2 separate regions of the Oryctolagus cuniculus genome follow, and region 1 is linked to region 2. Evidence: chromatin contacts called from public Hi-C data. All regions are on one chromosome and are shown on one strand. The core of a region is the stretch at or near the end of the contact, and the rest is flanking DNA. Distances in the headings are between cores, read along the strand shown. Region 1 has its middle 17 kb from the start of CTSE. Region 2 holds the start of RAB7B (RAB7B, member RAS oncogene family).

Region 1 (6,536 bases), core at 743-3,242, 37 kb after region 2:
GCCGGGTAGGTTAATTTTCCAAGTGAGTTGCCATCGCTTGTTCCAAATCCCTGGAGGGTAAATTTAAGCGGGCTGAGGCATTGGTCCTTCTAAATGGGGTTTAGGGCTGAACAGTGATTGTTATCGGGTGAGCCAGGCTGAGCCATAAAGTAGTTCGCTGCTGGTCTCTGAGCCTTGATGTTTAAAAAAAAAAAAAGGTGGGGGGGTGGATAAAGGGATCCTGGAATACACCCTTTATCTACTTCCCCTTTGAAGTCAGATTCTGGGGTTTGTAGGTGGGCTGGGGTGGGGGAGGGAGAAGGGCTTTGTAACCCTAGGTTTCATGAGTGTCTGTTAGCAGCCCATGGTTCAGCACAGTCAGGAACCCCTGCCTAACACTGTGGAGCTGAAAACAAAAGGAAAGAAGACATTTTGTACGAACAAAGGCCCTCTTGAGTTACTTCTGGGAAACAAACCAGCTAGCTAGCGAGCAAACACACTCTCTCCAGGGGGCTCGCCAGGCATATACCCCGCTGTGATCTGTGAGTTTATTAATTTTTTTTCTGAGAAAATCCATCAGAAAAGAGCCCAGGACTAGAGGAGGTGATTGCACCTTGCAGGTGGCAGTCTGAGTGGGAAGAGACGTTAGTCTGCTGCGCTAAAACTTGTGGGCTTTGCCTCCCCCCCCCCCCCCAAAAAAAAAAAAAAAAAAACACCCAGAGGCTATGTCTGAAAAACCAAAGGCAAAACTAACCTGAAGCTTAACAAAGTTGTAAGTCCTGTGATTGCCCCACGGAACAATGCAGCACTTTCAGAACAAGCTCGCTGAGCGAGTGGCGAGCGGCGGTTCTCGCCTGCCCAGCGTGCTGTAGCTGTGCGGGACTCAGAGCCCAGGGCCTGGTGTCCCGGACACAACCGTGAGAGTAGGAGAAGCAAAGTTTTATTTAAATAAAAAGAGAAACTCTGAACAGCATGGGCGGGGCCGGTAGGCAGAGAGACCAAGCCAGCCGCTGTGGTCTCCAGTCTGCTGTGTCGGTGTGTCTGTAACACATCATCTCCAAGCAGCGGCGGTAGTGGTTATGCATTAGTGACTGTGAAAGCCGGGGGCAGGCTTCATGGGGCTCTTTCCGGCTTGTTTTTTATTGAGACCTGGGTCTTGTCCCCGAAACCTAGATCTTGTCCTGTTGATAAGTGTTTGTGACTAGGAGGCCACCATCTGATTTGTTCAGTGTGGACGTGCTGGGACGGACGGAGCTGCAGGATGGAGCCGGTCTGGCCTGCTTCTAGCCCGGGTCTCCCTCATTGGGCCTGCAATGCAGACCAGGGAGGGGACAGAGGGAGGACAGGGAGGGGACGGAGGGAGGACAGGGAAGGAACGGAGGGAGGACAGGAAGGGGACGGAGGGAGGACAGGGAGGGGACAGAGGGAGGACAGGGAGGGGATGGAGGGAGGACAGGGAAGGAACGGAGAGAGGACAGGGAGGGGACGGAGGGAGGACAGGGAGGGGACGGCTTTCACGGCTGCTGGGTCCAGGCAGAGGCTTCCAGGAGAATGGTTGCGTGGCTGGACTCCCTCCCTGTTCCGGCCAGGCAGCGAATCCCTCCTCAGCTGGCGCACAGAGAGAGAGAGAGAGCAGGGAAACCGGCCGGGAAGCCCCTTGATGAGGCCGGGAGTAGGCCAGTTTTGGGGAGGGCTGGGTGGGAGAGCTGGTCCAGGCAGCTGATTAGAAATGCTCTCACTCTCTACCCTCCACGACTCTCCTCCTACTTGGCAGTGGTGAATCTGCTGAGTCGGTTCTGCACGTGCCTTTGATTTGCAAAATGAGCGACACAGAAAGTGACTCCAGGGGGGCCCAGGCATGCTGGCTGGGTGCGCAGATTAAAGTGACATTTACTGAAATGCGTTTTAAAATAGAATCGGAGGAAAGCAGAGACGGGTGCCCTTTGCTTATCCCATGTCACAATGAATTCATTGCCAGGAGGAAAAAAAAAAAAAACCACAACCTAGCTTCCTTGCAAAGGCGCTCCCTTGACCTACATCAAAAATAGAAGGCGCTACTAAAAAGATCCCAGGCCTGCAGGAGGGACTGCCCGCTGCGTCAGGTGCGAGGGGGGAGGTGGTCCGCTGTGAGCTCCGTGCCAGGACGTTAGCTTCCTGGGTGCTGTGTTCTCAGGCCGTGTGATGGCGCCCAGGAGGCCTTTAGGGACTCGCCTGGCCTCCGAACACTTCTTTATGAAAAACCACCTTCGCTCGCGAGGCTTCTGGTATCTCAGCGCGGGCAGAGATGTCAGGGTTGCCAGCCCTGGCCCCTCTCCTCATTCCTGGCCTCTGCTTTCTCCCTGTGTCCTTGCTGACCCCTGCGGGGGCCCTCACGCCCGGAGGGAGGCCAGACCCTGCTGCAGCCTGCCCTCTCCTTCCCTCCACTCCTCTCCTCGCCCTCCTCCTCCTCCTCCTCGTCCCCTCCAGCCCAGCATTGGCTCTCTGTGGACGCATTAGAAGACGCAGAGAAGCAAGGAGGAAGACTGAGAATCACCGGGAGTCTCACCACTCAGCAATAATGGCTGGCGATGGTCTTGGCCTTTCCTTCTCCACGAGGCTGACATGGGAAAGACCGTGTGTGGCACCCGTGCAGACACGGAGCACGGCACAGCTGGTTCAGCGGAGCGTATTTGCGATGGCTACGTGGTATTCCTCCATATGACATCCCACAACAGGCCCAACAGCCTGTCCTCACTGGCTGTTTTTGTTTAAAGATTTGTTTATTTTATTTGAAAGTCAGAATTACTGAGGGAGAAGGAGAGGCAGCAAGAGAGGGAGGGAGGGAGAGAGAGAGAGAGAGAATCTTCCATCTACTGGCAAGAACTCAACTGCTTGAGCCATCATGGCTGCCTCCCAGGGTGTGCATTCGCAGGCAGGTGGATTCGGGCACTGGAGGCAGGCGCTGGACCAGACACTCAAATATGGGCTGCAGACCCCTTAGCTGGCATCTGCATGGACAGTGATGGCATTTTCGTGGCTTTTTGATGCTCACCACCGATTTGCCCTTCATGAAAATTGCAACAGTTTATCTTCCTGGGGCTGACCCTGTGGCGTAATGGGTAAAACCACCCTCTGCTGTGCCGGCATTCCCATATGCATGCCGGTTCAAGTGCCGGCTGCTCCACTTCTGATCCAGCTCTCTGCTATGGCCTGGGGAAACAGTAGAAGATGGCCCAAGTTCTTGGGCCCCTGCACCCACGTGGGAGACCTGGAAGAAGCTCCTGGCTCCTGGCTTTGGATCAACACAGCTCCTGTCTTTGCGGCTGTCTGGAGAGTGAACCAGATGGCAGACCTCTTTCTCTTTCTCTCTGCTTCTCCTTCTCTCTCAGTGTAACTCTGACTTTCAAATAAATAAATAAATCTTTAAAAAAATTTTGTCTGTCTGCCATACACTGTCAGCCCTCAGGCTGAGGATTTTAGTGTTTTTTTTTTTTTTTTTTCAAAAAAGTGTTTAATTACAGTTGTGTGTCTTTGATCATTAGTGAGACGCAGGTTTTCAAACAGATGTGACCACTGCCCGTGTCTTTGTGCAAGAGTTCGTGGAGCTCGGGGCTCGAAGACTGGACAACACACCAGTGTAGAGCGGGGAGATGCCACCCTCCCTGGATGGCGGGCGAGGTGACGGGGTCTGTGTCACCGCAGGTGCTGGCTGGGAGCGTCACCCTGCCTGCCCAGGAAGCCCTGGGGATCAGAGCAGGAGGGCTCCTGGAGGAGGAGGCAGCTTGGCTTGGAGCCGGTGCACGGGCAAGGGCCACGCGGGTGAAGAGGCAGGCAGCAGTGTCCCTGGGGAGCAGGTGTGCACAGGCTTCTGAGACGCTGGGGCAATCCCGAGGTGGCTGCTGCGACAGCGTCAGAGGAACTGCCTGGGACACGGGGCTGGGAGGCGGCGGGACTCCAGCGGCGCCAGCAAGCCCTCTGCGCCCAGCTAAGACGTTTGCACTCTGCCCTGGGTGGCTGGGAGGCACTGATGTACCATAACACGCCCGAGGCCAGAGCACCTGGACAAGCTGCGGGTGCTCCGCCAGTTGACCTCTTGCCCTGGTCAGTTTGTAACAAATCATTCAGAGGTTCAGGGTTCCTGTTGGCCCCGATGATGCCTTTGTGGGTTATGAAGAAGATCTGCTTTTCAAGTTAGGTGAGAACAAAGCAGACACAAGTTGATTCTATACAGATTATATACTTAAAATGGTTGAATCAAAAATAATAGAAAATTGGTGGTTTTAGTCACGATAATTAGGAACTCAAAAATAAGGGCGGTATTTGGCACTCAGAGAAGACAGCTTGGGACACCCTCATCCCACGTCTGGGTGGAGCGCCTTGCTTCAAGTTCTGATCCGTCTTCCTGCTCATGTGCACCCGGGTAGCAGCAGATGACGGCTTGGGCGCTTGGCTCCCAGCCACCCACGTGGGAGACCCAGACTGGGCTCCCAGCTCCTGGCCTTGGCCTGGCCCAGCCCTGGTGTTGGGGATATTTGGGGAGTGAACTGGCAGACGGGAAAGTTCAGCCTGTCTCTCTTCCTCCCTCTCTGTCTTTAAAATGAAAAAAATTAAAATTAGGGAAAAAAAAAGAGAACAAGAAATTATCCAAAGAAAAACCCTCTGGGCTTTAACAATTGATCATAAGATCATTTCAGTCATAAACAATTTTCATGAAAGCAAGCGTTTTTGGTGGCAATTGCAACGCTCGCTTCTCGTGTTACCTTAGCTTCTGTAGGAACAGTCACTAGAATTGATAGGCATTCTTGCGATGCCGTGGATACGTAACTCCTTCTAAACTCTAGATGCAGGCAGCTACACTTCAGTGCTTGGTGATACTACCGAGGCTAATGTACACCAAGAGTTACGATAGTCATTACTGCAAATACAAGGAGACTTCAAAAAGTTCATAGAAAATGCATATTATAAAAAAAAGTACACATGGAATTCAAAATTTTGGACCACAATAAATTTCCATTGAATTCCATTTTTCCACCAACTTACCTCTTCCTGGAGCCCTGTGTGTGCATCACCTTGACTTCGGAAAGTGACTTTATTGTTTCAGTTCCTCTTCCAGCAATGTCTCATCAGTTTCACACTTCCTACTCTGTTCCTCAGCTCAAGTGTCAAATCTTTCTTTAAAAAGATTGGATTGTTTATTCATTTGAAAGGCAGAGTCACAGAGAGAGAAAGGGAGGGAGGCAGGGAGGGACAGAATCTTCCATCTGCGGATTCACTCCCCAGCTGAGGCTGGGCCAGGCTGGAACGCCACCCGGGTCTCCCACATGGGTGCAGGGACCCAAGCACTCAGGCCGTCTTCTGCTGCTTTTCCAGGCGCGTTAGCAGGGAGCTGGATCAGAAGTGCAGCAGCCGGGACTCGAACCAGTGCTTGTGATATGAGAAGCCGGTGCCGCAGTGGCAGCTTAACCCACTGCGCCACAGTGCTGGCCTGGGTATGCATGGTTTCTTAGCAGATGCTCCATGGATCTCTAGGTGGGTTTTGTCAGTTGTAATGATTTCAACCTGATTTTTCTTTTCTTTTTTTAATTTATTTATTTTTGACAGGCAGAGTTAGACAGTAAGAGAGAGAGAGAAAGACAGAGAGAAAGGTCTTCCTTCCGTTGGTTCATCCCCCCAAATGGCTGCCACGGCCGGCGCACTGCGCCGATCTGAATTCAGGAGCCAGGTGCTTCTCGTGGTCTCCCATGAGGGCGCAGGAGCCCGAACACTTGGGCCATCCTCCACTGCCTTCCTGGGCCACAGCAGAGAGCTGGACTGGAAGAGGAGCAACCGGGGCAGGACCAGCGCCCCAACCAGGACTAGAACCCGGGGTGCCGGTGCCGCAGGCGGAGGATTAGCAAAGTGAGCCGCGGTGCCAGCCCTCAACCTGATTTTTCTATCTTGTCTCTCCAGTGTTTGCTGAAGTCAAAGAGCTCTTGGACGACTTCACAGGTTTCGGTGGTGTTGAACGAACTTTTTGATCCACCGTTCACGACTAGGATTAGAGAACGGGCAGCCGTGGGATGCTGGGGTGACTTGTGACAGACCCCACTGGGCCCAGCTCACCGTTTTCCCATGCCTGTGTCTCGGCTCTCTCACCTGGGAACGTCACGACGCAGAGGCGGTGGGGTTTTGGAGGTGGTCTGTGAGGAGGCTGTCCGGCCTCCACACGCATCGTGTTCTGCGGAAAACAAGGTTTTCGTGCTCGGATACGGATCTGTGTGTGTTGTAAAGATTTCCAAATCCAACAATAATTCACTGCTCCCCGGGTTGACCACCGCAAGAGGTGGAGCTCGGCCCCTGAGCTGTGCGATTCTCAGCTCCTCTCACGACAGCCAGAATGGTTTCCAGCCCAGGAAGCCCCTCTGCCTGCATTATTGGACTCTATTTCATCTGTGTAAACGTCGCGTGATGTTTCTGTTGGGCTGGATGGACAGAGGTTCCGCCAGGCTCCTAGGAGTCCCCTGTCACTTCCATAAGTGAAGACGAGTCCTAGCGCACGGCTCAGGCATTCTCGTGGGCGGTCCTCTGATTGCTAGGCA
Region 2 (6,691 bases), core at 3,293-5,792:
TTATATAAGGGACTGGAGCGTTTGTGGATTTCTGTGTCATTGGACGAGGAGCCTAAAACAGAGTCTGCTGTGGCTCCCTGGGAATGAAGGACAACCCAGGCTCAGAGAGACAGTCACAGTAACACCTCCAAGACCACACAGGTGGTAAACGGATGAGCCAGTGTTGGTGTGGAAGGCCGGAGGAATCTCTTCTGTGTCCTGTTGCTTCCCCATCCTCAAAGACTGAACCCGTGGGATCTGTGTGCACAGGAATCCAGCGTCCTGGGCTGGGAGCCCGAGGACAGCTCGGGGAGACAGAGAAAGGACAGAGAGGTGCAGCGGAGGCGGAAGGCCTGGGAGGGAGATGTGTCACGGCCCAGGACCTGACACATTGACATTGTCGGAATGAGTGCATTTCACACTGTAGGTTCACATTCCTGGGCCTGGCAGCAGGCGAGAGCTTGGCCGAAACACAGATAAGTAATACGCATATCTTTGTGAAAAGAATGAACACATTACTCTCATACATTGAACACATACAATGCAGTCACTGGCACAAATTAAGGGCCCAAGAAGTGCCAGACGGTTGATGACTGTTATCCACACACAACGCAGCCTGTCGGGTCGACACGATTCGAATCTTTATTTTATTCCCAAAGAAATGGCTGTCTAAAGAAGTTAGGCATTTTCTCCCTCAAGACAGAAGCCTGCACGTGGTACAGCCCGCACTTGGTGCTGGTATTTGAATCCCCAGCCTAACTCCAGAAACTACAGTCCCAGCTGTGAATTTCTACTGCTTGTTTGCAAAACTCCAGCGGGAATCACCCAGCCTGTCCCCGTCGGAGAGCTCCGGGCCTGGCTGGGTGAGGGTTTGACAGGGGGCAGCCCAGCTGGTATGAGTAGGATGTTGGGGGCTGTAGGGAGAGAGCATCTGTGATACAGGCAACTGAGGATCACCACCCGAAGTGGAAATCACCCTTACCTAATAGAAGACAGCACAGCAGCAAGCCAATGGATAAACAAATGTCAGCAAGTAGACAATGGAAGTCTTTAAAGAATCAGGACACTTTCAAAGGAGACTCAAACCTACTAATGATCGTGGAAATGTAAATTTAAAGATATTTCATTTATCCACCAGAGGAGAAACGATTTGAAAGGACGGCTGATCACGCTGAGGGTGGGCAGGCTGCAGGAGAGGCACTCCCGGGGCAGGGGTAGAGCGCGAGTCGCACAGGCATTTCGGAGGGCATTTGACGCTATCAAAACCTCGTCTGCTCAGACCCTCGACTCTCTTGCTAGGACTCGGCCCTGCTGAAACTCACACGCGTGCTCGCAGGTGTCCTTGTACACGGACGACTGCCCAGGCGTGGGTGTCATCCAAGCGCCCATCAGGCAGATTGCCCATATGGATTCTGACCCACTCCCACTCTGCAGTGCTGGGCAGGTGTGAAGAGATGACGCCAGGACGTGGGAGGCCACGCGTGGTAATGTGAGTCAAAAAACGAAGGCCGAGGGACGATGCGGATGGCAGGATCGCAGTTGCCTGACAGCAAGCAGCAGCCTCCTGGCCCGTGATTCATGTCTTATGTGTGCTTTCCCTGCAAACGCGCAGCCAGCCAGATGCACACCAAATGATGAATAAGAGAGAGCGGGCAAGGCAGAAGAGAGTCTGAGGGCCACTGGGCCATTTTATGTGCCTGGCTTTAAAATGTGTTGCATACACAAGCCTAAGTTATTTTTTATTTGACAAGCAGGGTTAGACAGTGAGAGAGAAAGACAGAGAGAAAGGTCTTCCTTCTGTTGGTTCACCCCCCAAATGGCCGCTATGGCTGGCGCTGCACTGATCCGAAGCCAGGAGGCAGGTGCTTCCTCCTGGTCTCCCATGTGGGTGCTGTGGGTTCAGGGCCCAAGCACTTGGGCCATCCTCCACTGCCTTCCCGGGCCACAGCAGAGAGCTGGCCTGGAAGAGGAGCAACTGGGACTAGAACTCAGTGCCCATATGGGATGCCGGCGCCACAGGCGGAGGATTAACCAAGTGAGCCATAGCACCGGCCCCCAAGTTATTTTTTAATTAAAAAAATCAAATAAAGGCTTTTTAAAAGACTACGTGCAGCCCAGAGTCCTCTGAGTGTGATTTCCCCATGTGACGATGCCCTCCAGGGTCCGGGGTGGGATGGGGAGGCTCCCGGGGGAGCCTGCAGTCAGGGCTCTCGCCCTGCTCCCCACACGGGTGGCCCAGGGGGGTCCTGCGCACTCACCAGGGAAATGGACGTCCCTCTGGGGGGTTCTCACAGCACAAGAGGCCCCCCCGGTTGGGGAGGATCCAGAAGAGCAGGAGGAGCTTAGGGGCCAGAGACCCGGCTGTGGTGCCAGCCGCCGTCCCCATGGCTGCCGTGTGCAGCCTGCACCCCACCGGCAGGCCCACCGAGGCCGTCTGCCCCACGCTCCCGCCCAGTGCTCGCACCTTCTCCATCGCAGCTGGAGCGATGCAGCTGCCTCTCCCGGGGCGGGTTGAGTCCTCAGTGCATGCCACCCTGCTGACGTTTGGAAGCTACTGCCTGGATTTTACTTGAATCCTTTTCTCCCTCAGATCCTTGTCGCCTGCACTCCTTCCAACGCCCTGACCGCCTGGGTCCCTTCCCTTGGTCCTGCCCTCAACGTGTGCTGGCACCGCAAACTCCCCACCCAGCTCCCAAAGGGACCCGCATCTGCTGAAGCTGCTATTTAAAAACAGCAGCTCTGAGTCCAGGATCACCCACAGCAATGAGCGTGGTGAGGACTGGGTCAGTGGCCAGGATCGGGAGTGGCCAGGCGGATACTGGCTGGGCTCACCTAGAAGGCTTGTGCAGATTCAGGGTGGCGGAAGTCCCTTCCCTTGCCCACTCTCCTCTGCCGTTGGCTGGGCCTTGGCCATGGCTGTTCTTTGAGGCCTCCTCCCACCCACTCGGCTGAGTCAGATGTTTCAAACCAGGGCATCTTCCTGGAGGCCGGGCTGTCACCCTTCTCTGTTAAATAACCGAGAGAGACACGACTGGACTGCAGGCCCCTGGCCCGGGGCGGCCGGAGCAGAACCGGCAGCCGTCACCTCCCGCTGCAGGTGACCCGCTGATCTCCAGCTGTTACCTGGCAGGACTTCCAGGCTTGGAACCCGGAGCTGGCCCATTTGCCAAAGCTCAGGTGTAGCTTGGTCCCTGCACAGCAAGGGAGCTGTTCTCTCGCACCTGCTCTGCTCTCACCCTCCCACTCCCCTTTCTCTCCTTACCCCACTGGCCCCAGCCAGGACCCAGGCACAGTCTTCTGCGTCTTTGTGCTGGGATGGCTGCCGTTCCTGGGGGCAGGCACAGCAGCGAGCAGGGCACAGCAGAGTCTGGAAGCAGACACAGGCTCCCCACCCTGTCCTGCTATTTCCTCTGACTTCTCGCTCTGCTTCTCGGCACCCCCTCTCCCACATGCTATTGCCTTGGAAAATGACAAATACACCCGCCCTAAAACACAGAGCTCTCTCAACTGCTCCACCCACTAAACCCTAGCAGGTCTAGGCCTGCTCCTTCGGGGAAGTGCACCCAGAGCCTGGTTTCAGGAGCCTTAGCATTCTCCCCAAGTAGACTGCGCGTTCCCAGTGGGCAGGGCAGTGCCCTACACCTCTCTGTATCTCCCCACCCCCAAACAGACTGGGACTAGAGGCCTCTACAAGTAACCATCCATTCTTTTGTCCACAGCTGTGTCCATGCATCTATGCGTCCACACCTCCAGCACACCTGCTGCACGCCTGCTGCGCGCACCAGCCCTCTGGGGGCCGGAGGATACAGAGTTACCATCTCAGTGGGAGCTCTGCCGGTGGGGGATTGGTGGCCAAGCCCAGAGGAACTGTTTTTATTGAAGCACAATGCGCGCCTTACAGAGAACCTGCAATTTTCAGAAAGCTCCAGACAGCGGTGGATTCCTGCCTCAAGAACAAATTGGCTGCAAGCTGGGGCAAGAATCCAGATCCGCCCGACTCTGCACCTCTCGCCCAGCCTGGCAGCGCTGTGCTGGGAAGTACACTAATGATCTCCAACAGGCGGGGCGACACAGCTTCCACCCAGAAAGTAGCCAGAGGCCGCGGGCCCTCCCAGGGGGCTCCGGTTTCCGGCAGGCCCTGCGGGTTTGGGCAGCGACGCCGCCCTCTCCGGGCCGACCACGCCGGCAGCAGCGCCCCGCCTGGGACTGACGGCCCTTGCAGACTCCCCCAGCTGGACCCCAGCCCGCGGGCCGCACAGGGAAGTCTCACGCCCCAGGAACTTCTCCAAGGCCGGGTCCCGGCCGCCTCTACGCCCTGCAGCAGCGAGTCTCGGCCTCCATCCTTGCCTCCCCCGCCTCCGCGCCTCCCCCAAGCACCCAGATAGCTCGGACGCCGGCCAGGAGGACCGCGCCGAGCCGCCAGGGCACTCACAGCGGCTGCGGCGCGCACTGGGCATCCGAGGCTGGCCGGCAGCTCTCCAAGAGTCTGGGGCGTGTCGCCGGGCGCGGAGCGAGCCCCCGAGGTGGCCGAGGCCAGGGCTTCCCCGAGTTTTCCTCCTCTCCCTCTCGGCACACACTTGGGAAAGTTGCACAAGAGGCTGGGCCGGGGTGACCTCAGCCGTGTGGGCGGAGGGGGTGGGGTGGAATGGGAAAGTCAGGGCCTTGCCGCTGCTGCCTGCTGCCGGAGCTTCCTCCCCGGGGAGGGCCGAGGGTGGCGGCCCAGGGCCGGGAGCTGCACGTGTGGCGCCAGGGGGGCTCCAACTGCTTTGGCCTTTCTGTTGGTGGAATTTTCAGATACACACAGGTGTGCTGGACTCGGTCTCACCACCAGCCTGGAGGGAGGAGGTCAGGTCCTCCCGTCTTACCCTGTCCTCGTTATTGTACACGCATGCACGTACACACACACACAGCACACCGTACTCCTATCTCACAGCCCCACACACACACCACACCACACCACACACCACACCCCATCTCACACACATACACCATATCTCCATCACACACACACATATCACATACCAAACATCACACATCATACCTCCATCACACACAGCACACCACACACACACACACACACACCCCACACACCACACATACCAAACATCATACCTCCATCACATACATCACACCGCACACACACACACACCCCATACCACACCACACACCATACCCCCATCTCACACATGCACACACACACACCATACCTCCATCACACACAGCACACCACACACACACACACCACACATACCAAACATCATACCTCCATCACATACATCACACCACACACACACACCCCATACTACACCACACACCATACCCCCATCTCACACATGCACACACACACACCATACCTCCATCACACACAGCACACCACACACACACACACCACACATACCAAACATCACACTTATACCTCCATCACATACACCATACCACACACAACACTACACACAAATACCCCCATCTCACACACATACACACACCACACGACACTCCTATCTCACAACACACCCACACACACCAGACCATACCACACACCATATTCCCATCACACACACACACACCACATATACCACACACCATACCCCCATCTCACACACACATCACACACACATACCACACACACATACACACACCACACATCATACACTCATCTCTCTCTCTCTCTCTCACACACACACACACACCCCCAGTAGATGTGAGCGATGTAAGGCTGGTCCTAACACCTCCCAGGGCTCTCGGGTGAGACTGTGCGAGCCACCCTGAGGATGGCGGAGCCCCCAGTGACTTCAGATGCTGGCGTGTGAGCTGCCTGAGCCGCGCCTTGGAGACTGCGGCTGCAGATGAAAGGGGACAGGAGCGAGTTCTGACGATGCCCAACCCGGGGCGGTCACCAGCGCTCATGGCCCAGGGTGCCTGCACCTGCCGCACCCTCCATCCCCTTCTGGGCAGGCTATGGCCCCAGCTGGCCCACGCCTTTGTCTAACACCCCTCGCTGTCAGCGGTCCTGCCATGTGGGACAGGAGTCTCCAGGCTGCTGCTCGCACCCTAAGGCCAGAGCCAGGACCTGGCATCCCACACCCACCACTCCGCGTACAGGCCTGCCGTGGAGTTTCTGGTGGAACCAAAGTTGAAGTTCATTTCCTTCTTCCGATATGCAAACATGCCTGCAGGGCGGATGCACTGCTTTCCACGGAGGGCGATGCTGGACAGGGCACCCTGCCAAAAGTGCATCAGTACACCCCGGCTCGGGCCACCCTCCGACTTATGGTGGCTGATTTGCTCTTTAATTGTCGCCCTGTTCCTCCTCTTCTTCTTTTTCTAAGATTTTTTAAAATAAAAATATTTATTTATTTATTAGAAAGGGAGAGTCTTTCTCTCTCTCTCTCTCTCTCTCTCTCTCTCTCTCTCTCTCTCTTACACACACACACACACACACACACACACACACACTGATCCTCTGTCTCCTGGATCATTCCCTAAATGGCCTCAAGGCTGGGGCCTGGCCACACCGAAGCCGGGAGCCTGGGATCCCATCTGCGTCTCCCATGTGGGTGCAGGGGCCCAAGCACTTGGGCATCTCCTGCTGCCTTCTCAGGCGCATTTGCAGGGAGCTGGCTCGGACGCACAGCAGCCGGGACTCCAGCCGGCGCTCCAGGATGGAATGCCAGTGTCACAAGCAGCTGTGTAACCCACTGTGTCACAATGC

The links. Hi-C and Micro-C count contacts between places; a contact is called where the count stands out from the background.
Region 1: a Hi-C map of psoas muscle shows a contact between it and region 2, with 3 times the contacts expected there. The contact joins the enhancer-like site here to the promoter of RAB7B in region 2. A contact is called at or near these places in 2 of 6 Hi-C or Micro-C datasets (ear pinna and psoas muscle).

Annotation. Positions count from the first base shown.
Region 1 is chr13:21,280,464-21,286,999 of mOryCun1.1, forward strand. No RefSeq gene overlaps it. Among named protein-coding and RNA genes, the nearest start is that of CTSE, 17 kb to the left of the region's middle. Within about 2 kb of position 1,993, at least 1 of the 8 cell types and tissues checked has an H3K27ac peak or open chromatin away from gene starts, as enhancers often do.
Region 2 is chr13:21,240,457-21,247,147 of mOryCun1.1, forward strand. RAB7B (RAB7B, member RAS oncogene family) reads right to left here and starts at 4,543. Exons shown (of 7, transcript XM_070054944.1): 1 at 4,412-4,543; 2 at 2,812-2,984.